Regions from separate parts of the Cricetulus griseus genome. Here region 2 is linked to region 1. The links are chromatin contacts, called in public Hi-C maps. All regions are on one chromosome and are shown on one strand. The core of a region is the stretch at or near the end of the contact, and the rest is flanking DNA. Distances in the headings are between cores, read along the strand shown. Region 1 holds the start of Ncam1 (neural cell adhesion molecule 1). Region 2 has its middle 340 kb from the start of Pts.

Region 1 (7,027 bases), core at 1,059-3,558:
AACACACCCTAAGAGGGGTCACCCATAGCACCACAGAGAAGGGAACGCCCCTGCCAGTCCTGGGCCTGATGGCAGCAAGGACCCAGTCGGCACGCCCTGTCGGGACACGCCCTACCACGCCTCGCCACGCCCCTCCAGACCATCGTCTAGTCCTTGGCTAGAGGGTCAGCGCACGCGCGTCTGCACTCACAGCCACAGCTTGGTGGCTACTGTCCTCTGCGCTCACAGGCAAAGCGCTCGTGGCGCAACTGTGCTCCATGGTGGGGGAGCTGAGATGCTACAAGCCAGCGTGAAAGAGGCACGAATGAGCGAGCATGAGCTGGCTGGATCAAGAAATGTCCCATCTCTTCCCCATTCTATGCCCTCAGAAATTGCCGGACAGCTAGGGACAGTATCAGGGCGGGGTCTCTCCCAGCGGGAGGCGAGCGAGACCGTTAAGCTAGAACACCCGGAGACTGTCTTGGCAGCTCGGGCGCCACCCGCGCCGCAATAAAAGCCTCTCGCGGCTTCCCGCCCAGCCAGCCTCGCTCTGATTGGTCGCGGACCGGAGTTGGCTGGAGGCGGTGGCCCAGCTCTGCTCTCCAGTTGCCCACGGAGGGAGGGGGCGCTGGGTGCTCCCGGGGCCGCCCTGTGCACTCCCCACTCAGGGCTCAGCGAGCCAGGACAGGTACAGCCACATTTGGCAGAAATGACAGCCACGCGCAGTCGGTCCCCTATGCCTAGCCTGCTTTCTGCCGGTGCTTGGCAGCACACGCCCCCCGCCCCAGCTGTCCGCCCATCCCACCCAGCTCTCTGCGCGGCCCCAGAGCCCGTTTCTTTCCCCCTCCCAGTCCATGGGGACGCCAAGGCGCAAATCCTTGGGTGGTGTGGGGATAGCAGCTGGAGAGGAGAGGGTGGGCACACTGAAGAATTTTCCAGGGAAGCCGAGATGGAAATAGCCAAAATGCAATTCGCCCCTCGCCACCTCCGGGATGCTGAGGATCTCTGGGCGGCGGCACAGCCCCCGCCACCCGCGACAGCATTGCTATAGTCTTTCTCCCGAGCGCCCCATTGTTCACACTTTGCCAGGATCAGGAACATGCCCAGAGAAAGGAGACTGGGGCGAGGTGTCTCGGGCAGTTGGCTACCTGCCATTCTTCGCTGGCACCGTGCAACCCTGGGCTCGCGGTGCGTGTAAAGGCACACGCGCGCACACGCGCGCTCGCGCGCGCACACACACACTCTAGGCAGCCCGGATCACGCCCTCCTCGCCCTCCGCCCCTCTGCACTTCCTCCTGTCAAAACGCGGCGCTGGACCCTCCCATCCCTCCGTGCTCCCGGCCGAGGGCAGGCTTTGCAACTACCCAGCAATTTGGCAAATGAAAAACTAACGTCATTTGCACGGGGGTGCAGGAACGACCACACGGCCCTGCGGTGCTGCTGAGGGTTGCCCCATTTTGCAAACCGTTATTCGGGGCGGGGAAGAAGGGGGAGTGCACGAAGGCGGCGGCGTGCCCCACTGTATCACACCCCGGGACATAACGATGGGGGGAAGCTGCCCCAGCCTTATTGTTCACTCTTCCCGAAGCTTGACAAGCCCCTCTTGGTGGAAGACGAACCCGGGGGCGACACCACCCGAGCCGCGCATCCCCACCGCCCGCCTTCGGGGAAGGCAAAGCAGCGCTCCCCATCACCGCAGCATCCCGGTCCCATACCCCTGTCCCACCTCCGCGGGCACACAAGTGGGAAGGGCGTGCGCGGCCGCCACCGAGCGGGAGGCAGCCGTCCCGGAGGGCACGGGTTTGGCTGGACAGCAAGGACGATGAGACGCGCTCCCTTCTCAGCTCAGTGGAAATGCTAGGTCTTACACACAAATCCCCCCAAAAGAACCGTGCTCCTCGGGGAGAAGGAGGAAGGACAGGGGTAAGCAGACAATTAGCAAGCCCTATGTAGAATTTAAAAAAAATAAAAACGTACCTGCGGTTCCCAGGAAAAACAAAGTCCAGATGAGATCCGTAGTTCGCAGCATTGTAAACTGCCGGCTGGGAGGGATGTTCTGGCCGCGGTAAATTCTGTGCCTTCCCCTTGCTAGCGACTGTGGACGGCGGCGGAGCAACGGACCGAGGAGCAGACAATTGCCAGGCTGGGTATGATTATTTTTGCAGAATTGTTTCCTGCCAGCCACTGCCGAGCTGCGTTCACGCGCTGAGCGGAGAATGAGTGACAGTCCCAGCCTCAGCACCCTCGCAACTCGGAGATCCCTGCGCTGGTCCGGGTTGGCTTTGATGGAACTGGGGATGCGAGCGACGGGCGGGGGGCGGAGGTGAGAACCTCACTGTGTCCTTCCACCACGCCGACCACAAATAGTTCCTCACATCCAGGAGGTAAGAGACAGGGGAGGCAGATGCAGCCGCCTGCAAAACACGGCCTGGAGTCAGCGAGGGAGCCGGGCTCTTTCACGCGCAGCCTTCCAGGATGAGCTGGGATTTCTTTTCACCCTTTTCCTTCATTCATGCCTGCGCATATCCTTCTGCCCTCCAGCGTTCCTTAATCAGAAATTTGAACATTTTAATAATTACTAAGAGAAAAAAGAAAAGAAAAGAATTTTTGATTGCGTTAGATTTTCAAAGTTGTGTAATCCCTTCGTTTAGTTACTAAAAGTCCTTGCAATAGGAAGCATATGGCTTCATTTTTTTGTGTGTGAAGGAAATTGGAAATTTGGAGAGAGATGAGTGTGCAGGGGATTGTTTTGCTGTTTGTTTTCTCTTGGCTATGAAGTTTACCTTCCCACAGAGGGAGCAACTCACAGTAGCATATCTCAGATCTTAAAAGTGGGAGCGGGGAAGCCAGTCAGAAGAAAACGCAGAGACATTCAGAAATAATATCCAAAAATAACCAGAAACTGTTTACAAGTATTGGAATCCCGCCCCCTCTCTCCCTCTTTCTCTCTGACTCTTCTGGAGGTATTAAGGCATAGGAGCAACAGTAAGTGTTCTCCTTCAACAGGGCACAACCCCATTCTTAAAGCTATGAAAATGAAGTATGGCTGATATACCAACGCAAAGACTTCCATTAGTCATACAGCCTTGTTTGTTGGGGGGGGGGCGCAGGGAGAGTGAAATCCTTACACATTGGCACCTGAACAGAACTAGAGTTGCACAAGAAATACAGAGAGTGTTCTGGAAGTGTCTTGATTTAAGTTAGCCTTGCACAGCAAATGCCTCCAACAGAGGAAAAGACCTAATTCACCCATACACTCAAGCCCTGCCATATGCTTTAAAGGGCGGGCTCTTTGGTGCTATAGCAGTCAGAAAAACCACCTTCTGCTGGCTGACCAGTCACCCTCCAGCTGTCTGCTCCTCCTCTATAATGAACCCAGTAAACTAAACGACATGCTGGGGTTTCCAAAGACCCATGGGAAGTCCTATTTTTCACCCTAGAAACCTTTTATATTCACTTTTGTAATATTTACTTTATACTGATCATAAATAATTCAAAAATACAGAAAAGTATAAAGGTTTAAAGAATATCTCAATGCCCCCACAGATTTTATAGCTATCCTCAATGTTTCTAAGTCTTCTAATAATGTGTGTGTGTGTGTGTGTGTGTGTGTGTGTGTGTGTAGATGTACATGTGTGTGAAGCATATGTGTTAGTAGGTATATGTGTGTAGATGTCAGAAGATAACTTTGGGTGTTATCACTGTCCACCTTTCTTTTTCTGAGAAGTATCTCTCACCATCCTGGAGCTCTCATCTAGTAGCCTAGGCTTGCTGGGTAGTGACCTCTTTGGATCTACCTACCTCTGCCTCCCAAGATCTGAGATTACAAGCATACTGCCACACCTAACTTAAGCAAACAAACAACAAAACTGGCTTCTGGAGATGAAGCTCAGGCACTCCAGCTTACAAGACAAGCAATTTAGAGACTGAACTATCTCCCTAAATCTGCATTCAATTTTTATAATTAGCACATTTTACTAGCAATCTGAAGCCTGCTGGTATTTCCTAATGTCATATAAGCATTTCCCTGCAGCCATGAGAAAAGTTCTCTAAATAGCTCTATAATATTTCTTCAGTGGATGTCTCCATGGCATTTCTCCCAACCCTAGATATTTAAATTTCTTTCTGAGTCTGATAATATAAATAATACTTTTATGAGCACCAATTCAAGTATTTGTTGGGTAGCCATTGTACTTAGCCCTGTGTTTGACGTCATGGATATACATCTACTACAGTATGATCTGGAATGTTCCTCCAAGGCCGAGAAAATCAAGTCTTGGCCCCCATGGTGGCTCAACTAGGGCATGAGAGGCCATTCTGTGGTGGGGATGAGAAAAAGGCTAGCTCACTTGAGGTTGTACCTTCAGGGGGATATTGAGAACGTTGTCCCTCTCCTCTCTCTGGTACTTTCTGCTGACTCAGGTTTTTCTTCCTCAGATTCCTTACTATGATATGTTTCTTAGCACTAGGCCCAATGGCAGCAAGATGAAGCTGCCAGAGCCCGAGATCTCTGAAGCCATGAGCTAATATGCACCTTTCCTCCCCCTAGGCTGTTTGTGCCAGATGTGTATCACTGAGACAGAAATCTGACTGATGTTATGCACATTTATAGACTCTTCTGCTTGCTGTCTTTGGTTTCGAATTGTCTTTTGCTGGGGTGTACAATGACCACATTATACCCTATAACTTTATGTGGGTGACAATATCAGACTTTTTTTCTAATGAAGTTTTCAGTGCACAGAAGAATAAAGTGAGTAGGCTGATGGTGGAGAGGAGTCAAGGTTGGTGCACCCAAAATAAATTTTTTCTAATTTTACCACCCAGAGTGAGAGACACACCCATCCCTGCAAACTTTACTTCTTATAGCCCATGTCAGTAGAATTAAAAGATTCCTCGCTACTTTTCTTCCCAAATGTCCCTATTTTTAGCCTTTAGATGTAGACAAGTGTGGAAATCCTATCTCACTTCAGAATGAATAGACATTTTTTTCCCTTTCTGTCTCTCTCCAGCCCCTCCCATTGCTATGTAGCTGTTCTCTATTGTCATGACTCATTCTAGAATTCTGTCCCAGCTACTCCAGTCCACAATCCTAGGATCTCTCCAATGTTTCTTTAACAGGATGGGTCACTGGTCCCCATTTCTACAGTTCTCTTCTTCTGTGTTCTTTTTCCATGCGCTGCTCATGACCATTTTTCTTAAATTTGATAAAGTCACGGCTGTCTGTATACCTCTGGGGAGAGAGAGAGAGAGAGAGAGAGAGAGAGAGAGAGAGAGAGAGAGAGACAGACAGACAGACACACAGAGAGACAGACAGACAGACAGAGAGAGAGAGACAGAGAGAGAGAGAGAGAGAGAGGCAGAGAGAGAGGTGGGGAGAGAATGGCTAGGCTGTTAGGCACACATCAGTAAGCAGCTCTCAGTGTCCTTAGGGTCCATGTAGAGGAAGGAAACACCCAGACTGTGTGTAGGATGGGAGATTTATTTGTGTAGCCTAGAAGACAGCCACAGCAAGAGGCCATCCAGAGAGCCAGATCAGTGTTAGAATGGTATGGTAGGTCCTAGTTTCAGACAATGTAGTGGGAAAGGAAACAAAGAGACTTCCAAGAAGAAAACAGCAGAATTTAAAATGTTCCCAAGACTAGATCTAAGGTAGAAAAAGAAACAGGTTCCTTTCATTCATTCCACAGGTATCTATTGGGTATCAGGTAAATGTCTGGCGCTGCTTGCATTAGACACGGGTTTGCAATAGTGGGCTTGCATTCTATGGAGCATACAGATGATAAATCAGTAGACATCTAATATATAAGCAATGGTAAGTATGAAAAGGGAATAATAGGAAGAGGGAAGAGTCATGGGGGGGCAGTTCCTCAATTCAGACGGGTTGTTCTTTTGGACAGGGGACTGATGTGGATACATCTAAAGAATTGAGAGAAAGGTGTGAGATCAAAGCTTCCTATTTCGGTAGTTGAACAGCTGCTGTCGACAGGGACAGGAAATGGGAATGGAAGGAAGATTCAGATGAGATAGCAAGCACAGGAGCAAAGATTCCAGCTCTGGAAATGTTGGGTCTAAGACATAGAAAGCATCTTCCAGTGGTGATGTGCGGGACACAGGAGATATTACATCAGTGGGGGTTCCTTGATTTAAGGTATGTGCAGAAGGAGTCACCAACCTAAGAGAGGAAGAGTAGATCAAGTGAAGGGAAAATGAAGCATACTATAAAACCTAAAGGAAGCAGAAACTTTCAGAGTAGTTAAAAATAAAAGGTAGTTTAAAAGACCTTCTAGGATTTGGCCACTTAGAAGGTCTTTAGTGGACTCTGAGAGGGCAGATTCATGGAGAGATACGGAAAGAGACATCTCTCTCCTCAGGATAAAAAGAGGAGGAGGAGGAAGGAGCCAGGGAAGGGAAGCATTGGTTCCAGTAGTGAGTGATGGCAGAGAATGAAGTGGAAAAATAAAGGAAGGCAAGTTTGAGGGAGATGGAAGCTTGAAAGGGGTGTTCCTAGATTTTGTTTTCTATATTATTATTTGCATGCTTATTTTTCAGAGTTGCGATGGAACCAGGGTCTTGTACATGCTAGGAAAGTGTTTGACATTGGACCTGCACCCCAACTCTCTTTGCTTCTGTTTTGATATGATGATGGTGTTATCTGGTTATAAAATAAAGTAAATCAGTTGTCAATTCCTTCTCACAGTTTCTGTGATCTTATACACTAACTCAACATAAGACTGTTTTTGATAAATGAACTTGGTCTAGGTTCTAGTATAGTGTTTCCATTTAGGCCTAGCTTTTCTATTTCTATTATTAAGGAGAACTCTGTCTTAGCTAAGGTTTCTATTGCTGTGAAGAGACGCCATGATGGAAGCAACTCTTATAAAGGAAAACATTAAATTGGGGCTAGCTTCCAGTTTCAGACATGGTGCTGGAGAAGGAGCTTAGAGTTCTACATCTTTATCCCCAGGCAGCAGGAGACTGTGTCACTAGGCCTAGCTTTAGCATACTTCCTTCAACAAAGCCACACCTACTCCAACAAAGCCACACCTCC
Region 2 (6,614 bases), core at 1,522-4,021, 360 kb after region 1:
AGGCTTCCCCCTTGTCCCCCATAAAGAGTGCCTAATGGCTGTGTGCTCAGCAGACCTGTAGAATATACCAGTTCCTCGTGAGAAGGCACAGCCATGTGCCAGGCACAAGCTAGGCAGTTATCCCAAGGTTGTCTTCCCCGCCTTTGTGTCTCCCTGGACCTGTCGGCGACTTTGGCTACTTTATCTGTTAAAAGTTCTATGCCCACCTTGCAGAATTCCTATGAACAAATACCATTTCTGAAAGCATCTACCAGAGCCCTTTGTGCATGACCAAAGCCAGGCAACAGTTCATTTTTTAAAATTCTACTTTCCTTTGCCTATAAACATTTGAACAGCTGCCTCTGTGGTATCATTTCCAAAATGTAGGCAGTCCCTCTACTCCCTGGAACCCAGGGCACTCTCTCTTCAACTCCCAACTTCCTATTCCTTTAAAGGTTAGAGCTTTGTTCCTTTAATGGGGAATTTCTGCTCACCCTGCAGGGAGAAACCAAATGGTTTAAATTCACCCCAAGATACAAATGACTAACAATAGAGCCTTGCTCAAAGAGGAAGGTTTTATTGGGAGAGGGAGGAGGGAGCAAAAGACAGTGTTCAGAAAAAGGGCACCCAGAGGTGGAAGGAGAAAGGCCTCCACAGGAAAACCTTGATGCAAAACTGAATCTGGACATTTGGAGGCCCTGGGATCAGTACAGGACTGACCCAGATAGCCCACTGTCTTAGAAATACCTGCCATCCTGGAAGAATCTCCAGGAGTCTTACCCTGGGAAGCTATCTCCTTAATGAAGATGGAAGCCCTCAAGGGTTCAGAGGTCAACAAGCAAATGTGAAGCTTGTAGCTGGGCAAGGTGGTACAAACCTATAATCCCCAAACCTAGAATTGCTTCAATTTCAGAGTCAGGTTAGGCCATAGAGTGTGACTCAAAAATAAACAAGCAAACAAACAAATAAAAAATAAAAATAAATAAGAATGGAGTTTGCATTGCATCCTATCAAACAGAGTCGTAGTAAATTAGGTGGTTTATCTCTCAGGATTTAGCCCCTCCACCTTTGCCTTGACTTAAAGATTCTCCTTGGTCTCAGGATTAGGGAAGGGGCTTGTGGGGTTTTTAACTCTGCACTGTGGGTTTCAATGTGTAATCCCAGAGGTGCATAGCAGTCTGGTGACAGAGGGAGATGGTAGTAATGGAAACACACCAAATTAAGAGTTGATAAAAGTTTGGAGCCCTTTATTGTTGGCACATAGGCTTTTTCTGGAGCTCAGACTGCCCTGGAATTCACAACCCTCCCCCTCTGCCTCTGTGCTGGGTGCTGGGATTGCTCGTATATATACCACCATGAGAGTCATACATTTTGATTTCACAACTGAGTTGGACACCATATTAAATCTGGCCCTGGACAAGTGATGGAAGGTCCCTCTCAATCACTAGGGCACTCTGGAGAACAATTTGCCTGGAAGCCAGAGGAGTTTAAGCCTCCCTAGCCCTCTACTCAGAAAAAAGATCTGAGCTTCCCCAGCTGGAGCCATTTTGTAAGCGTGTGATTCATCCTGCATCCATTCTAAATCAATATTTTCTTTGTTGTCTAATATTATACTTGGAACCTTGACTTCATTTTCTTATAGCTCCTCTTCCCCCAGAGTTGTACAAATTCCAAACCTTACCAAACCTGGTTCCTCCATTCAAGGTCCTCAAAGCATTGTTCAATTAATAGATTAAATGAAATGGATACAAAAAAATGTGATTGGTTCACAGAAAGCCAAGCATTGTTGGCAACAAATGCTTATGGATCTGGCTGGGCTCCCTCCCTTCTAACCCAGGTAAAGGTGGGTCCCTAGACACAGTATGAACCTGACCAGGAGACTGTGTTCTCCAGCTAGGCCTGCACTGTCTAGCCTGGGCCAGAATCCTTAGTAAGAATGTTCAGTGGCTAAGCATCCAATTCAGTTTTCCAGAGGCCCCCGGCCTAGTATTACAGTTGACATGAAGCAGATTCCTCTTCTCTAAATCACTGTTTATATTTTAGCCAAGTGTCCTACATAAATCTCAGATCCAACCACCAGACTCTCTGGCTGCTAGAGAAATGACCAAGCCCAACAAGAAAATAGCCTAATAAGGAGTTTATGCAAGAGTTGGGGTATCTCTGTGTAAAAGGCTAACTCTGGGAGCACAATTCCACACAACCCTACTGTGAGACTTCAATATTGGAGAACAGGATGGTATTGAAAGCAGCTTTACTGGAAATCAAGGTTGTTTCAAAGAACCATAGCCCAAACCAGGGTATTAGGCTGTGAAATATACATTTCGTTCAAGTAAGATTCAGAAAACATCCTGGAGCCCTTGCTCCATAGGGCTAAGAAGTACATAGATTTGATTTCAGTTCAAGTCACTCTCCAGTATGAGTTCACTCCCTCCCTCCCTCCCTCCCTCCCTCCTCCCTCCCTCCCTCCCTCCTCCTCCCTCCCTCCCCCTCCCTCCTCCTTCCCTCCCTCCCTCCCTCCCTCCTTCCCTGCCTCTTGTCCTTCATCCACCCCTCTATCTTTTTTCTTTCTGTAAGGAAAAGAGAACACAACTTTGAATGGCTTTGTGGCTCCATAAATTAATATTAGGGTTTGGTTCAGAGCTCAGTGCAGTTGTGTGGTAAATTGTGGTTTGGGCCTCATGGTCTGGATGATTAGAAGGTTTGGAAGCCTGCAGAGTGGTGGCTCCAAAAGGCTTAGAAGAAGCCTTCTGCTTGTAGGAGGGGGTGGCCTCTGAATGAGTTCAGCCTGTGCTGACTCCCGAATTCTCCAGCCACTGCTTCGGGTTGGTTGCCACTGTTTCTTTTCTGCCATAGTCTTGCGTAGTCTAGCCCAGAGTAGCTGTTATTTTTAAATAATAATTAGAAAGAGTGAAAGTAATCTTTGGGGAATGCAGGAGGGGAGAGAGTATCTTTATATTTAGACATTCTGGACTTGATTATAAATCCTGGAGCGTGGCCACTCTGCTGGGAATTGCTTCTCTAGGCAACACCTTCCTACATGATTAACTGACTACTGCCATCTAGTGGATTTGGAGGCCTTTGCTGCTCTAACTCCTAATAAACAAGAAATGTGCACTGATCTTAAGAGAAGCCCTACTTAATTAGGCCCACATATCTTAGGGTAGCCCACGGGTAGGATTAAGGATCAGTCACCCTTGGATATTCCTCCGTGCAATGCCTCTGCCTTGACATCGACTAAATAGAAAAAAGAAAGGAATAGAAAAGCAGAAAAAAGAAACATCAGTGCCTGAGGGTCATCATTGGGACAACTGAACCCAAATCACCATTTATTGTGGATAACAGTTCTGCCTATCTGTTCCAGTTTCCCTCTGATGCTACTGCAGGTTGTCATTTGGGACTTAGGCATGACCGAAGTGACTGGAAGAACCCCTTAGGTGGGAGGAGGAAATCAGAGTAGTCCATTTTCAAATGAACTGTCATTCTATCCAAGAAGCCCCCGGTCTCAGCCTTCAGACACTAGATACAAAAACCCTTTGGGGGGAGAGGTAAAAACGGCGTGCAGAACCCCAGAACTTAAGCTGTGGCAGAAGTCAGGGTCAGGAGTGGCTGTTCTGAAGGCAGATACATTGACAGTCAGATAAAGAGCATATCAAAGAATTGCAGGTCTGGACTTTCCAGGGATCTTGAGAAAGAAAGCAAGTAAACAACACTAGGAGTGGACAAATGTGCCCACTTTATTCATTGAGATGGATAAAACACTCAGCAGGCCCCACATATTTAAATCTAAACCACACAGACAGCACCTACTCAAAACATTCTAATGAAGTCACAAAGATTTCCATTTCAGTCGCTGTATCTTCATTTATTTCCAGATGTCAGCCTTGCCATAGCTCCCTGCCCAGTGACACTGTGAAATTTCTATCTAAAGCTGGGTCTGGAGCTGATCGCCCCAACCCCCACCCCTCACCCCAGGCCACAGTTCTCTCATCTGGAAAATGGGGGGAGGGGGCGTCAGTTTAATTACTGCTCTGAGCACTTCCAGATGAAGTTGTACACGCTAAAGTTTTGTTCACGTTTTGGCAAAAGCTCCAGGTCTGAGGGACTGAACCCAGGGCCGTTGACTGCCACTTGGGGCACCTCCTGAGGATCACCTCATATAGAAAATGAGACCATTTCACTTCATTATGGTCTAGAAAAGCCATGGGGTGAATTGTGTTATCACAATTTTCTGGGGTAGACCTAGTGGAAAGACGGTATACTGAATTTCTTCCTGTCTTTAAGTCACCATGTGACCTTAGCAAGTCATTTATTCACTTCCACTGGCTTTCCATAGCTAAAAGGAGGGGGAAAGTCTGCAATAGCTTTTATCTCTTCTTTTTAAAGAGTAGGTGAAAGTATAAACAGAAATGCTACCTTGAAATATGCATTATGGATGTGTATGTTGGTAGCAGACACCTAGAATCTAAGTACTCAAGAAGCTGAGGTAAAGATTCTGAATTCAAGACCAGTCTGAGATATACTGTAAAACTATCTTTACAAAAAAAGATGGGGCTGGGAATATACCTCGGTGGGCAGCAGTGTTTATTTTGTAAGCATAAGGATCTGAGTTCAAATCCCTGGGAGCCGTGTGAAAAAGGCAGGCAGGCAAATGTGCCTGTAACTTAGCATTGGAGTCATCAGGAAGAAACAGGTAAATCCCGTGAGTTTACTGACCAGTCATTCTCGTCAAAATGGCAGGTTTCTGGTTCTGGGAGAGACACTGTCTCATGAGGCAAACCACAGCTGAAGAAACTCACAAACTCATGTGTAGATACCACATACATACAACTCACACCCACTGTACATGGGTACAATATGCATATTGCACACGTACATACGCATGCGTGTTCAGAATGACTTTTAAATGCTTCTTTATGTTTAGATGAAATCTATTTAATATCACAAAGGTCTTCTACATGACACCTATCAAACAGCCAATCAGATCCAAGTCTGAAAGACCACAGATGGCTTCTAGAAGAAAAAAAAAAAAAAAACAATAAACTAGCTTTGTCGGTGATAAACCAGTCCCCTTAAAGAACAGGAGAGCCATGGTCCTTCTTCAGCCTGTTTCTGTTGGTCCTTGGAGGTTGGTTGGCTGCAGCAGGGGCCCAGAGGTGGAGATGAGACAGCCTGGAAGCCCCAGGCAGGCTGCTTCCCTTCTCAGTGGCTGGTGATGAGAGGAGCAGATCTTAGCTCTTCCCTGATCCTATTTCCCCCTTTTCACTGTCAACCTCTCCATGAAAGAGTGGTGGACATCACACTGCAAGATGTGATCCATAATTGTCAATAACATGTGTGTCATCTGATGCTCTAGCTCTATTACATTAATTGCTTTCCTCTCTACACTTTATTTTTAGGTGAACATTAATTGATTCCCAACTGTAATCACAATTATGGTGAGTTACCCTGATTAATGGAAGATGTGATTAATAGATAGGAGACACAAGTGTTTCTTCTTACCCAGGGAGAGAGGATATATGTTACAGATCCATGGTAGACTGCATTTCCCCAAGAGTCTAGAGCTAATGCACAGCTGTCAGTCACCAAATCCCATTGTTGTTTCTGCCCAGCAGGCTGGAGTAAATCCTACCCAGTCTGGCCTGTTTCTCCTTGCCCATTCATTGACCCTCAGGCTTGCACAGGGAACTCTCATATTCCAGGACCCTCAGCTTCCAGAAAGAAAACAGAATTGCTAGCTTGTTGCCTCCCAGTTCTGAACTCTGAAGTCTGAGTCCTGATAAGGCTAAAATGGGCAAGATGAAGGATACACACCACACGTTTTGTACATCTTACTGAATATCTTATGAAGAGAAAGACAGTTTGGCATTTCCCACATGGTAGGACACAGTGTCACCAATGCAACGGGGATGCCCCAGTTGTATCCACCCCATGTCTCCTCTCTTATGGACCACAAACAGGGCCCAAACTGTTAACCTCACCCTTTTTGCAGTACTTACTGGATCCTGACCCATGCTTCTGTTCTTCAGGAACTTCTCTTCCCTTCTCATACCTGATCATCTACAGACTCTCTTCCAGGAAAACTCCACAAACAAATTTCAGTACCAGAATGCCCCATTTCTTTATTGCTGTCTCCTGTGTCCTACCTGTAGACTAGAGTTTTTAAGTTTAAAAAAATCCTTCTGTTAAAGTGTATATGTCGAACTACTAATTAAGCTGTGAGTTTCATGACAACATGGACTTTTTTTTTTGTTTTCCCTTGCCTACTCTGTCTGCCTGAGACTTGAACTCAGGCTCTTTCACTTACTGGCCATGGAATCTTGAGCAAATTACTTATCCCTTTCCTTAGGTTGAATGGGATAAAGTATGTGTTTGATAGAGATTCTGGGTTTTATGGATAGAGTACTGCCATGTAGTGTTATTATTATTAGATATTAGTTGGTCTGATACTAAACAGGACTATACTCCTCTAGCATAGTAAGAGTTACCACCATGTATGGAGTAGCACTGGGCTCACCCCCACCTTTCAGTCACAATCACTAATTACAGTATTCAAATGCCTTCTGGTGGATAAGCATACCATAAATGTACTTACATGTGAGACACGGAACCTGCTTTGTCTCCATCAAGAGCCCATA

What was found. A called contact is a pair of places that touch in the nucleus more often than the background predicts.
Region 2: a contact with region 1 is called in a Hi-C map of the CHO-K1 cell line, with 4 times the contacts expected there. The contact joins the enhancer-like site here to the promoter of Ncam1 in region 1. A contact is called at or near these places in 2 of 8 Hi-C or Micro-C datasets (the CHO-K1 cell line and fibroblasts).

Annotation. Positions count from the first base shown.
Region 1 is chr4:161,582,451-161,589,477 of CriGri-PICRH-1.0, forward strand. It overlaps Ncam1 (neural cell adhesion molecule 1), which reads right to left and starts at 2,309. Exons shown (of 20, transcript XM_027412111.2): 1 at 1,957-2,309. The coding sequence starts at 2,008.
Region 2 is chr4:161,940,055-161,946,668 of CriGri-PICRH-1.0, forward strand. No RefSeq gene overlaps it. Among named protein-coding and RNA genes, the nearest start is that of Pts, 340 kb to the right of the region's middle. Within about 2 kb of position 2,772, at least 1 of the 6 cell types and tissues checked has open chromatin away from gene starts, as enhancers often do. A contact at or near this core is called in the CHO-K1 cell line, where this site is marked.